Regions from separate parts of the Triticum aestivum genome. Here region 2 is linked to region 1. The links are chromatin contacts, called in public Hi-C maps. All regions are on one chromosome and are shown on one strand. The core of a region is the stretch at or near the end of the contact, and the rest is flanking DNA. Distances in the headings are between cores, read along the strand shown.

The links. Hi-C and Micro-C count contacts between places; a contact is called where the count stands out from the background.
Region 2: a Hi-C map of leaf shows a contact between it and region 1, with 7 times the contacts expected there. The contact joins the promoter of LOC123138068 here to the promoter of LOC123138063 in region 1. A contact is called at or near these places in 2 of 5 Hi-C or Micro-C datasets (both in leaf).

The regions. Positions count from the first base shown.
Region 1 is chr6B:569,408,584-569,411,769 of IWGSC CS RefSeq v2.1, reverse strand. It overlaps LOC123138063 (GPI-anchored protein LLG1), which reads left to right and starts at 1,552. Exons shown (of 3, transcript XM_044557958.1): 1 at 1,552-1,974; 2 at 2,097-2,159. The coding sequence starts at 1,890. LOC123138062 (phosphatidylinositol/phosphatidylcholine transfer protein SFH8) reads left to right here. Exons shown (of 15, transcript XM_044557953.1): 14 at 1-21; 15 at 242-688. The coding sequence ends at 262.
Region 2 is chr6B:569,954,016-569,957,277 of IWGSC CS RefSeq v2.1, reverse strand. It overlaps LOC123138068 (probable amino acid permease 7), which reads right to left and starts at 1,590. Exons shown (of 5, transcript XM_044557963.1): 1 at 1,353-1,590; 2 at 532-771; 3 at 363-456; 4 at 47-279. The coding sequence starts at 1,542.

The sequences.
Region 1 (3,186 bases), core at 303-2,802:
GTGACAGAGTCTGGTCATAGAGTAAGCAACACCACATTATGGATTTCAAACGCTGTGTACAATTTGTTCAGTTATTTTTCAACCCACAATATTATTGAATTGTGATCTAAAAGGGACATTGAGTGTTTGACCTGCCTCTGGGGATATATGTACTAGTATGCGTTTCGGATTTACTCTTCGGCTTATATTTGAGGTTAATTTTGCGAGACACTAATGTTTGCTTCTTTTTGGTTTGGTGCAGAGAAGGAAATTTTGTACGTAATAAACTCACAGCAATGTACATGAACAAGAAAAAAAACAGAGATGGCAACTTTGATGACTGCTTTCCGACAGAAACTAAACAGCATTGCTTTGTATATGGCTGCTCAGTCTCGCTTCTCTTTTTGGTCAATCAAAAAGATGGGTGATGTTAATAAGGATAGATAGTTGGTGACCGGAGGAAAACTGAGGGGATGGTCAAGAAGAGCGTCCTGGAAGATAACTGAATATAGCGTGGCTTATATACAGCAAAAGAAAGTTAAAAGATGAATCCCGACGCACAGCTCATGTTCTGTTTATGTTTTCTGTTTTCTCTGCCTCTATGCGCCTCCTGATCTGCTGTATGCCTGTATTTGAATGCTTATGCGCATTTTCATTGTCAGAACAGTTGAGGCTGGGGTCTCATAATTAACACCATTCTTTGGTTGAAGGCGTCCATGCATATACTAGTTTTACCCCCTACTTTCAGAGTAAGCAATACCGCATACTTTCTTTTCGTGACGCCACTCATCTGACCTGTTGCTGCAACAAACCAAACAAGCAGGACATGGTTTTTTTTTTTTTGAGAAAGAATAAGCAGGACATGGTGTTGCAGCATTTTTTTTCATGTGTTGAAATAGCCACAAAGTGCATTTTGTACAGCCCTGGGTTGTTCCTTTTTTTCTACCAACGTTCCATGGGTTCTCAGCCCAAATTGTAGATTGCGCTTGGCCACGCCATGTTTGACAAAAATGGACAAACCTCTTTTATTGAGCACCGTCGTTGATTGGTGCAAGCATCATTGGTGGTGGATCGCATGTTGAGGGAGTGGTATTCTGACGTGCGGTGAGCTGTGTGGCACTCGAAGATATACTACCACATCAAGCTTAGCTGGCGAGCGGCACGTCGTTCTTGCGGGCAAGTTTGCTGCCATAACTAGTAAAACAGCCAGCTGCCAGATTGAAGACGGCATCTCTTCCTCCAACAGAAGACGAAGGAGGTTTGGGTTTGGTGGATTGGAACTGCTGAAAGGTTCAACGATTTTTACTCGCCTACTATAGACGGCGTGCGTTCATTCCTTACATTTGTCATACATACGGTGGCAGGAAAAACAGCTAAGGGAAAAAAAGAGAGAAAAGAACAAAACGGCAGGGAAAACAGCCAAGGGGAAAAATACCCTCGCCGGTGAAGATCAAACACAAGACATGCGTCGCCTTGACCGCTTTCCCTAGGATATCTATCTACCGTCGTTGTCTCCAGTGTAAATAACGTCGCTTCGCTTCGCTGACTCGCTCGTCCCAGAATCCATCCGAGTGAATAACCACCGTCAGCGAGAAAACAAACAAAGCCAGGCGAAACAAAACGCGTCCGCGTGGTCACGTCCTTCTCTTCTTCTTCTCCCCTTTGCCTCCTGTTCCAGCTCGCAGCAGCATCCGGCGCCACTAATTAATCGCAGCTGTACGCAGCAGTAGCACCACCCGCCCGCTCCGTGCAGCTTACAAGCACCAGCGAGGAGAGTCGAGGCGCGCACGTGGGTGGGTCTGCGCGCGCCGTCCGCCTCCTCCACCAGGCCGCCGTCGCGGTCGTCGTCGTCCTAGATCCAACAGCCTACGTCCCTGCTCGGACGCGTGCGCCGAGCGGAGGGACGAGCGATGGCCGCCGGCCGTGGGCTCCCGCTCCTCCTCGTCATCGCCGCCCTCCTGGTCGGGCTCGCCTCCGCTTCCCCCTTCATCTCCGGTGCGTTACCTGTTCCTGCTTCGGCTGTTTGTTCATTGCTGCCTCGACCGTTTGCGTCTTGCCTCGCGGCAGCAGCGGCTTCTGTTCTGACGGGTTCGCCGTGATGTGTTTTGCTTGAGCAGACGGCGTGTTCCAGGCGAGCGCCGGATCTACCACGGGGAGGACCTTGCTGCAGGCCAAGAGGGGTACGTTTCCTTCCACCTCCCTCTCTCTCCTCGCTGAGCTCCACGCTCTAATGCTTGCTTGCTGGTTTCGGAGTTTGATCTAGAATTTGTGAAGATTGGGCTGGGACCTGGGAGTTCGGTCACATGCTCCGCTTAGATGCGTGGGGTGTCGATTCCCTGATCCGTGCCGCGCCGACGAAACGTCTGCTGTCGTGTCGTCAGATCGGGGTGTCATCGATTGAGGATCAGCGGTCATTGAACTGTAGACCATGAGGAATAATACTAAATAGCGATTGAGGGAACATTTTGGTGGCCGAGTTGCTAGATGATTACGGTGAGGAATTGGGGTGCTACGAGTTGAATGCAGGGATGTGGGCTGTAGCTTTCCGATGATATTCTTCACCGATTGAAGAGGAATTGACATGGTTTGCCGACTAGTCCGCGTTTCATGTTATTCGCACTGTGCATACTACAAGCACATGCTAGTTATAACAGGATAATAGTAGCATCTAGTCATACTTGCATGCTTATTAATCGTGATGTGAAATTTCTGAACCTGCTGGTGCTGCTTCTTGGCACCAAGATGCTGATCACTAAATAGAGAGCGTGCTAAACTGACATACATACGATAAAATGCCGGAAAGGAGATTTGTTGAGCCTGTGATGGTAAAACCTTGTTGTCCGGTAAGGCATGCCATGTCCAGGTAGTGAAGCCTGTATTCCTTATCCAGTTAGAAGCGCCATGTTATTGTAACAAATTAACTAACGCAGTCTCAGCATACTTCTGCAAGTTTCATTGTGTGAGTTGGTTCCAGGCTTCGAGGGGCAAACTAACCAAACACTTCGAGGCAGCCCCCCCAAAGTACATATTTTGGTATCTACTGTTCACTAAACATACCTGCATATCACTGCATATTGCTAACACTTTACCAAGTAGCATCAAGATAGATCCTAATTCATCATTGTAATGGATGGTGTCTGACATACATCTACCCATGTTGAAGGCTTTCAGTGCCTTGATCTATTATATTTCTCTTACCTCATACTT
Region 2 (3,262 bases), core at 341-2,840, 550 kb before region 1:
CACGTACGTGTGGGCGGGAGCATTATGCTGTGGTTTCTGCACCTACCGATCACTTTGGCGGCGCCGAGGCCGAAGCCGATGAAGGAGTAGGAGAAGGACATGGCGGCGGCGAAGACGGAGAGCCACGCCATGCTGTGGAAGTCCGGTATCTGCGACAGCGCCACCTGCGCGAGGCCGAACAGGAGCATGTAGTAGGCGTCCGACGACCCGCCGGCGGTGGCGGCGCAGCACGGCGCGCCGTGGCCTTCCCTGTGGTAGCAGTTGGCTCTCTCGATCGCCCTGCAAAATAAGAGTTGGCCAACTAATCACAACTTTACCCGCCCAAAAAAGAAAAGAAAAAGTAACCACAAGTTTATTACTACCTCATGCTAGCGGCCGCGGTGAGAGTGTACACCACGCTGTTCCCAAACAAGCTGAAGCCGAGGAAAAACCCGCTGAGCATCTGGCTCTTCTCGCCTGCAAGCGCACGCACATTAAAATGTTTTTTTTGTAAACAGTACTAAGGTACGAATATAATGATATGATGATCACCTAGGTAGAGCCTGACGGCGTCGACGTAGGACCTGTTCCTGACGGCGGCGCCGCGCTCCGGGTCGCGGGAGATGTAGCAGTCGGCGAGCAGGGAGGACTGTACCACGGTCACCCCGGCGAAGAGCACCATGGCCGCCGGCCCCCCGACCCAGCCGAGCTGCGCCACGCTCCACGCCAGCGACAGCACGCCGGACCCTATCACCGCCGTGATGACGTGCGCCATCGCCGTCCATACCGTGCCTGTCAAGGAAGCTCCACAGATCAAAACTTTTCCGTCGGCAGAATGCACACATAGACAATTACTAGACATCATGCCTATTGTCTAGCCGTGCAAGCAAGTGACGACTCACGCCGGGGTATGAAGTCATCTTGAGAGGGGCACGCGGAGGAGCAGTTGTGATGTGTTTGGAATTGTGGTTATGCTTTGGCGTCGCTGTTGTGGCCGGCCAGGCCCAAAGTGGAACCCACTGTCATCATTGACAGTGACTGGCAGCTTAGTTTCTCGCCGAACCTTCAGCACCATCGAGCTGGATGTGTAAATGACATGAATGTTTTTCCTTTACATGGTTTGAGTATTTCCATGGCAGATTCTTATTTTGGCTATTTACATGCATATAGATCAAGATAGTTCATGTATTATGTGGAAAAGCAAACTATATGGCTGGCTGGCTGGCTGGATGTACACCGCGAAGAACACATCAAAACCAGAAGTTTCAGACATGGGGCTGGGTTTGGAACTTGGAAGCTCATGACATAGCTTCTGACGAATCATCCAGTATAAAAACAAGGTATATAATTATAATCCTGATGCAGGGACTTACCGGTTCTTTTCACTAGATGCTCCTCCGAAGAATTGTCAGAAGAGGATTCAGAGAGCTTCCGAAGCAGCGGCTCTGCTTGGCGATCGCCTCTTCCTCTACCTGTTCCTCCTCCCCCAACTCCTCCCATGGCTTCACGATCTTCTCCTCTTTCCTCTTTGTAACGATTGTCCAAGAGACTTGGCTTGTGCATATCAGCTTCATTATATAACCAAGGAGAAAAGACATCCCTTGTACTGGTGGGTTTGGTAGTTGAAAACCACAGAACAACACAGAATGGTACAGTACGTCAGTAGTAGTGTGCTGATGGCGGGCACCTTGGGCTGTCCCAATCCGGAGTCTACCACATCAGTATGTTTTTTCATAAAAAGGCAGTGGGACCTAGCGAGCATCCTCTGCCGTTTGATGAAAAACCGGTCTAATGGACTCTGTGCTGAAAAAAACAACCTTTTCGTGCGGCCGAGAAGCAGATAAAAGAAGAACTCTGTACAGTCACCAACGTATCACTCATGCATCATCTATTTGGAAGAGCGAGCTTGGTCAGGTACCAAACATTCCAATGCTTGCTTAGGGCATCTCCCGTTGACCCTCTAAACCGGGCACCGTATCCATCCATGGATTGATGGATCAGTTCTTGTCCGCATACATTTCAAAATGGATTTCAACAAACCAAAATTCATGCAAACCGGACGAACACATTTACATTTCAGAATATTTTAACTAAACTATGGCGGATTCTAACCTAGTCTATCGTCGGCCGCGACATAGCCTGTTTGCCACGACATGTCTTCCCCATGTCCGACAACAAGCTCACTGGACCGTCGCCAGCCCCAGAGCTAAATGCTTCAGCGCGAGGGGAAGAATAGGCTCTGCCTCCGTGAAGCACGGATGAACGGTTGGTTTTTGGGCGAGGGAAGATAGTTGTGGTGGCCTATGCCCCCGTGAAGCAGGCAAGCCACCGACTGTGACGCCCGACAAGACGGTGGCGGTGGCCTTCCTAGGACACAAGAAGCGACAGTCTTCCATGGTCTACTTTTCCTCGCTATCGGCAATAGCCACGGACATGCCGGCTTCATCGTCATGGCGGCGGGGTGCGGCCGACGCAGAGCTAGCGATGACATCAGTGTGCTCCAATCAAATCCCTCCGCCGCCGCGTCAATCTTCATGAACATGGCTTCTTTCTCCGCCTGCAGGGACCTGTGCCACGATCGCTCGTGGCGGATTTCACTGGCTGCTGCGTAGGACAGGAGCATCGCCTTCTACTCGTCCATGTTTGCCATGATGAACGTGCCGATGATTTGCTCTTTCGCATGCCAGTGCTCGTCGAGGATGCGGAGGTTGTACCTCTGGCCGACGTGCGCCTGCCGGAACGCGGCCTCTTGTTCTTCCAACACCAAGTCGGTGCAGTGTTCCCATGCCTCGCCAATGGTGATGGCGGCCTAGACCGACGAGGGCGGTTGCGTCGGCTTGTCCGTGTTGCTACCCTCTGGAGAGCTCGCTGACAAGCCAACCTGTATCCTACTGTCACGGCGGGTCACCCAGCCGGCTGCAATGCGGGAGAGTTCCTTCTTCTGCTCGCCGGAGAGGCCGTCCCATAGGGCTTTGGAACTCAAGGCCATGACGGGTGTGGTGCAAGGAGGATACGGAGAGCGAAGGTGTGTTGTGGCAATTGCCGAGCGCCTAGCCACATTTAAATAATAGGCGGATGCTAGGCGCCAAGCGGCGGGGTGTTTAATGCCGGCCGGATGCGGACGAACGTATGGCGCTCGGTGAGCCAGTGTAGGTTCCTCGGCAGACGCACTAGTTTAATGAGGGTATGCGGACGAATGTCGTTTCAATGCGGAGGGAAGACATGAGTGGGCGGCACTTTCGGTCGGTGCGCCACTTCAATGCCGGCTTCAGTGAGAGGTCGT